2 separate regions of the Mus musculus genome follow, and region 1 is linked to region 2. Evidence: chromatin contacts called from public Hi-C data. All regions are on one chromosome and are shown on one strand. The core of a region is the stretch at or near the end of the contact, and the rest is flanking DNA. Distances in the headings are between cores, read along the strand shown.

Region 1 (3,219 bases), core at 351-2,850, 390 kb before region 2:
TCCAAAGAGCTCAATCCCTGACTCAAACTTTGGTATATTTTGACACTCAGTTGGCCTATATGTTGTAATTAAAACTTGAATTGACTTTCAAATTGATTCATATGATTAGATTTCACAGCAAAAGACTGGGCACACAAACCTTCCTTTTTACGAAGGGGCGGGGCTGCTTCCCATTTCTCTCTGTCTCTCCCTCCCGCCCCCCAACTCCCCACTTTGGTTTTTCAAGACAGGTTTTCTCTGTGTAGCCCTGACTGTCCTGGAAGCTGCTCTGTAGACCAGACTGGCGTCGAACTCACAGAGATCTGCCTGCCTCTGCCTCCTGAGTGCTGGGATTAAAGGCTTCCACCACCAACCCCCTTTCCCTGTATTTTTTTTTTTAAACCAAACTGATTTGTCTCAAACTCATGACCCGCCGGCCTCAACCTTTTCGCATTGGGCTTCTAAACCTGCACCCTTATTCTTTCTTTCAAAGAAAAACTAAAAGCTAAATTTATAGTAGGCTGTTTCACCTGAACCCTAAAAGCCCTGGCGTTTTCATCAGCTTTTAGCCCCTAAAGTCAAATGAGTCAGGGAGCTACCACCAATAATTCTGACACACAGCCCTGCAGAGTAAGAAAGGCACTCAGGGAGCACCACCTTGGATAAGGAAGGTGTTTGAAAACGGCTGTATCTGGAGCTCAAGAATCATTTACAAAATCAATCACCGAAAAGAACCAACCAACCAACCAATGAGCACCATTACTGCTTTGTAAAGAGGAGGCTAATGGAGGAAATTATTACTAAGGCGTTTCAATTCACTCCTCAACCAGCCTTGCGCTTGAGATAGATTCTCTCAACAAACAAATAAAACGGAAAAACAACAAGATGCAGTTACTGCGAATTCCCAGGAAAGCTCGTGAATGAAGGAGTGGGAGCAAGCGCGGCGGGTAGCAAAGGCCACGCCGGTGAGGTTTCCCTCGTTTTTCCGCAGGCACGGGGAACGTGGCTCCTCCATGCACGCCCTCCTCCTCCAGGCAGCCCTCCTCCCCACCCTCCTGCCCCGCCCTTACAGGATATCCTCGCGGAAAGAGGTGCCGTTGTTGAGGTTATGGAAGCGGACGGAGATGCAGTCCCTGACAATGAAGGAGCACCTGGTCTCCTTTTTGTAGGCGCTGAAACACTCCTTGAAGTCCTCGTAGGTCTTAAAGCAGCTGCCTAGCTCCATGGCCGGGGACTGGCCCTCCTAGAACCTAGAACCACGGCAGGGGTCAGAGGTCACTGGGTAACGGCTGGCACGGGCCCAGCTGCGGTCCCGAGTGAGTGGCTTACAGGGCGCTTGGGAGGAGCCCAGAACAGGAGGAGACCGGTAACAGCAACCTAGGGGCGACTTTGCTCAGTGACAGAAGAGGAAAGACGCTCATCCCTTATTATTCATCTCCAAGGCTCCGCCCCCTCGCTGATTCACCCAATCACACGCGGATGTCCAAAACTGACACAAATATCCTCCAATCTTAAGATAGAGCTAGCCGCGCCCACTCTGAAATTGACAAGCACATCGACCAATCACAATCTGCGTCTCGCTCCCCGGAGCCCTTGGGATTTCCGGCCCCTGGAGCGACCTTCCGGAAGCGCTGGGAGCCTATATAAGTTTCCGCGTTTCTCTCAACCGCAGCCAGCAGTGAAAATGTCAGCGCCAGAGGGTCTGGGAGATGCTCATGGCGACGCCGACCGCGGCGACCTTTCCGGGGACCTCCGTAGTGTGCTGGTCACGAGCGTGCTCAACCTCGAGCCGCTAGATGAAGATCTCTACAGGTAGCCGGTAGCGCCTCTGAACTAGGCTCGCACCCCTCTTTCAGTATAGAGTCGCGATTACTGCCATCTCCCTGTGAACCTCAGTTCTGGGGTTAAGAGTTGGATGCAAGCTCTGCTGCAGTTAGAAGGCATGTCCCTGGCATCCATCCTTGCTTCCTCTTCAGGAGGCGATCTGGGGGGTGGGGGGGGAAGGTGTGTGTGTGTGTGTGTGTGTGTGTGAGAGAGAGAGAGAGAGAGAGAGGGAGAGAGGGAGAGAGGGAGAGAGGGAGAGAGGGGACAGAGACTCCGCTACCCCACAAGGCAGCTTAATCTGGTAGACTGAGTGTGCGTGTGTGTTCGTTTGTTCAAGCCATCCCTTAATGTCTGGTAAGTCATTACTTATCTTTCACTGAAGTGGGTTTGTAACAATTTTTTTGTTTTGTTTAGAGACAAGATGTCACTAAATATAGTCCTGGATGACCTGGAATTCACTATATATATATGAATGGAGAGGGAGAGAATGAGAGAGAGAGTATATATATATACACAGCAAGTTGGCTTGGAACCCACAGGGATCCACCTTCATTTGTCTCTTAAGCGCTGGCAGGAGTTCACCACCAGGTCTAGCTGGTTGTCTTGTTTTGTTTTGAGACAGGCTTTCTGTATAGCCCTCCCTGGCTAACCTGGAACTCTGTGTAGACCTGGCTGGCCTTGAGCTCACAGAGGCCAGTGTATCTCTGCCTCCCAAATCCTGGGCTCAAAGGTGTGTACCACCATGCCTGTTCAGTGACAGTTCTGACCCATGCAGCCCTTACGACTTTATCAGAAGCTATCGTTCTTCCAGCTAGGTAATTACTGTCTTGGGCCAGGAGCGCTTTTCAAATTGTTCTGTAAAGAAAAAACTGACAATCTCAGGGTTGAGTGCTAGGACTCAGGGTTCAGGCTCCAGCACTGGGCAAGCCCTTTCACCTAGATTAATCTGCAGGTAGCCGGCAGCGCCTCTGATTTCGGCTAGATTAATCTGCATTCAGTTTCACAACCTCAGACTGTTTTTTTTTTTTTTTTTTTTTTTTTTTTTTTAAGGGAGTTATATGGGAAGTCTTGAAGTCCTTTTAGCTCTGAAACTAGTTCCTGGAAGAGCTGCCTTGTCATGGTTAAGGAGTGCCAGCAGCAAGCCTTCATCCACACAACCCAGTCCCAGATCTGTTTTTTTTGGAGTTCCTCATGTCTGTTCAAGGCCTCAACAAACTTCTGGCCTCTCCCTTTCCCTGGTTTGGGGCGGGGAAGCTGTGGACTTGAGACCTCCCAGGGTTGGTAAGGGTTGAACTGTGTGGACATGCTTCCTGTACTCTTGCTGTAAACGAGGGAGCTCGCGCTTATGTTCTGTTTGAAGTCCACAGAAAGCTTGGGTAGATGCGTGGACGAAAGATTTGTGCGGTGATGTAAGAG
Region 2 (3,514 bases), core at 135-2,634:
AGGAAATGAACTCTTCCTCCTGGGCTAAGGAAAGTTCCAGATCGTTAGGGCTTTGAACCCACATTTCAGATGAAATCTGTCATGGTCAGGGTGTTATGGCTGTAGACCAACCTCATATTTCAAATCAATACTTCCTACCAGGCAAGACCAGAGACTGACATCCATTCTACCTATGTCTTTGGTTTTCATAGCCCAAGCCAGGATCCTGCCAGTTTCCTTTTCCTTAGAAGCACAGAGTAAGCAGGGTAAGGCTGACCAGAGCCGGGTGTAGCTCCAGCATGGGTCCCACATTCAGAGGTTTATTTCTCAGTTGTCTGATTTCTGAGTTGTCTCATTGTCCTGTTGTCTCATGACTTCTGTCTGCCTTGACGTGGGAAAGATATGTTCTGAAGAGGCCCTATGTTTGTCTCTGACTCTGCAGTGTTTTCTTGTTTGGTGTGGTGGTTTGAATATATTTGGCCAAGGGAGTGGCACTGTGAGGAGGTGTGGCACTGTGAGGAGGTGTGGCCTTGTTCTAGTAGGTGTGGTTTTGTTGGAGTAGGTGTGTCACTGTGGGTGTGGCCTTTAAGACCCTCATCCTAGCTGCCTGGAAGCCAGTCTTCTCCTAGCAGCCTTCAGATGAAGATGTAGAACTCTCAGCTCCACCTGCACCATGCCTGCCTGGATGCTGCCATGCTCACACCTTGATGATAATGGACTGAACCTCTGAACTTGTAAGCCAGCCCTAGTTAAATGTTGTTATAAGAGTTGCCTTGGTCATGGTGTCTGTTCACAGCAGTAAAACCCTAACTAACTAAGATACTTGGCATGGGGGTATAGCTAGTTGCTGGCTGCCAAGGTAGCCTCTAGGCTTAGGGTATCTGCTGCCTTAGAACCCCATTTCTTCTCCGCAGAGAGTCATAAAGGTGCCAGCTCCATCAGACTCTGGTTTGGATGGAATCCGGGGAGCACTCAGCCTTGCACCTTGCCATCCCTGTCCCCAGCACAGTGTTTCCCAGTCACCTGTACCTGGATACAGGAGGATCTTTAGCCTTAGGCTCTTCCTCTGGGTCCTGAAGGAGAAGTGGCCTTGGGACAGTGAAGAGAGCCGTCCTAGGCCTCTGCCTGACATTAATGTCATGGGATAGTGATCAGAGACCAAACCCAGGCGAGGGTGCCATAGAGAGTGTCACCACAGGCAGATAGACGCCTAGCTCTAAGAGGGACCTCATGGGATCAGGGCCCTAGACATTCTAGTCTTACTTCATGCAACTTGTTTTCAAGTGGGGACACAGATGTCTGGAGAGCAAATCCCCAATAGGCTTGGATCCTCAGAACCGGTCACCGACCCAGGAAGAGCCAGAAAGAGACAAAAGCGGAAGAATAAATCTATAAGGTAACAAAAACAGGAAGCACGCCACGCCGTGAAGACATTAGAACGTCACTCATGATTGAAGACAGTTACTGTATGTCTGAGGACAGTGAGTGGCCTGAGGTCAGGTGAGCTATCTCTCTCCTTCCTGCTCTTTTTCCCTGAGGGACAGCTGCGGGCCTGGAGTCAGCCTCAGTGGCACTGCCTAGGTGGGGCAGAAGAGATGGAAGTTGGTGCGTGTGAACTCGTGGTGGATGCTCTCCAGGAGCGTGTCCGCGTCGGGGGCAGGCTCTTGCGCGTTGGGCAGCCGTGGCAGCGCGCTGTATTCCGGGGTGTAGGTGAAAGAGAAGGGGCTGGGGTAGAAGAGCGCATCCGCGCGCAGCAAGCTCACGGGCACGGTGATGGGGGTGCGGAGCCAACGCCAGTCGCTGCCGAAGGCCGCCACGTCTGGCACTACGCACACCAAGGAACGAGGGCTCCTGTGGGCGGGGCATGGAGGTTGAAGCCAATCATAAACATTCCAGTCTCTGGATCCCTTGGCCCAAGCTGTTCCCACCGCCTCTCTGTACCTGTACATGGTTTCTGCCTCCACGTCTCCGAACCACACCTTGAGCCCAGCGTGGAAATTTTCTCCGTGCAGCTCCAGCGTGGCCACATCACCTCCACCGCTCAGCTGGGGGGTGGATGGGACCAGATGTAGGTGACGAGGGAGTGGTGATGGTGGTGGGTTAGAAGGAGCCTCCTGCCCTTCCTCCACAGCCTCCCCATTCCTAGAGCAGATAGGCAGGCAGGCAGGCAGGCAGGCAGGCAGGCAGGGCTGCACACCACCCTGCAGATTCACCTCCAGAGTGCTGATGAGAGGCACCGGAGTGACGGGCTCCCGAGTACAGGCCAGGCTGGTGCTGAAGGTGAACTCCACCGACTCCGTGCCAATGATGGTCCAGCAAGAGCTGTCGTTGAGCAGCGCCCTGTTGGCCTCCTTGGGGCAGAGGGAAGCCTGGCAGGAAGTCCAAAGGATGGAACTGAAGCTTCGCTAGTGGTCCCACTTTATCAAGTTTTCCTTCTAAGTTTCCCAGTTTATCTGCCTCAGGGAGCTTGTGTGAGACCCATACACTGTATGGGCTACGTATGTATGCGTATACACATAGATGTATATGTGTGTATGCATATATGTACATCTATAAAACCAAAGGTCTTTTTTAGAAAAAAATATTTTTTTATTTGTAGTGTGCCTGAGTGTGTGTGTGTGTGTGTGTGTGTGTGTACAGGTGTGGAGGCCAGAGGTGGCTATCAATTGAGGTGTCTTTTTCAGTTGCTCTCTACCTTATTTTTTGAGGCAGAGTCTCTTACTGAACCAGAGGTTAGCTCATCTGGCTATACCGAGTGACTAAGGAAAGCCCTGGGATTCTCCTGTCGTTGCCTCCCAGGTGCTAGGATTACAAGCTCTGGCCATCATACTCAATTTTAAAAAAAGGATGTGAGTTCTAGGGTGTTAGATTCAGATGCCACAGGCAGGCAGGCAGGCAGGCAGGCAGGCAGGCAGGCAGGCAGGCAGGCAGGCAGGCAGGCAGGCAGGCAGACAGGCAAGCAGGCAGGCAGGCAGGCAGGCAGGCAGGCAGGCAGGCAGGCAGGCAGGCAGGCAGGCAGGCAGGCAGGCAGGCAGGCAAGCAGACAGGCAGGCAGGCAGGCAAGCAGACAGGCAAGCAGGCAGACAGGCAAGGCTGCACACTACCCTGCAGATTCACCTCCAGAGTGCTGATGAGAGGCACGGGAGTGTCGGGCTCCCGAGTACAGGCCAGGCGCGGTAGGTTCTTTACCAACTAGCATTTCCCCGGTCCCAAGATTTTAACATTCTTTCACTTAGAGTAAACTAAATCTTTGAACCAGCTTACTTTCTAATAAACTAGTTTTCTGAAGTCGTTCTTTCTTGGCATTGGGAACTTCACCTAGAATTCTGCACACGCTCACTTTGCCAGTGAGCGGAATTTCTCCTCTCTTTCAGACAAGGAAGGTCTCACGAAATTGCTCCGGCTGGTCTTGAACTCACTGTAGCACAACAGGCCTTGAATACTCTGCCCTTCGACCTCAGCCTCACAAATAGGGTTACAACCTACATCATCAGGTTCCTCTACGCAAACATTATTTTTATTTACATGCCTGTGT

The links. A called contact is a pair of places that touch in the nucleus more often than the background predicts.
Region 1: a Hi-C map of B cells shows a contact between it and region 2, with 4 times the contacts expected there. The contact joins the promoter of Acot8 here to the enhancer-like site in region 2. A contact is called at or near these places in 5 of 39 promoter capture datasets (3T3-L1-derived adipocytes, hippocampal neurons, liver and 1 more), 1 of 15 datasets of contacts at CTCF or cohesin (large pre-B cells) and 4 of 484 Hi-C or Micro-C datasets (B cells, cortical neurons, palatal mesenchyme and 1 more).

Annotation. Positions count from the first base shown.
Region 1 is chr2:164,803,262-164,806,480 of GRCm38.p6, reverse strand. It overlaps Acot8 (acyl-CoA thioesterase 8), which reads left to right and starts at 1,600. Exons shown (of 6, transcript NM_133240.2): 1 at 1,600-1,791. The coding sequence starts at 1,664. It overlaps Zswim3 (zinc finger SWIM-type containing 3), which reads right to left and starts at 1,367. Exons shown (of 2, transcript NM_178375.2): 1 at 1,050-1,367. The coding sequence starts at 1,204.
Region 2 is chr2:164,412,686-164,416,199 of GRCm38.p6, reverse strand. Rbpjl (recombination signal binding protein for immunoglobulin kappa J region-like) reads right to left here. Exons shown (of 12, transcript NM_009036.1): 10 at 2,193-2,348; 11 at 1,921-2,024; 12 at 752-1,830. The coding sequence ends at 1,557. Among named protein-coding and RNA genes, the nearest start is that of Matn4, 9.6 kb to the right of the region's middle. Within about 2 kb of position 1,384, at least 16 of the 459 cell types and tissues checked have an H3K27ac peak or open chromatin away from gene starts, as enhancers often do. A contact at or near this core is called in B cells, where this site is marked.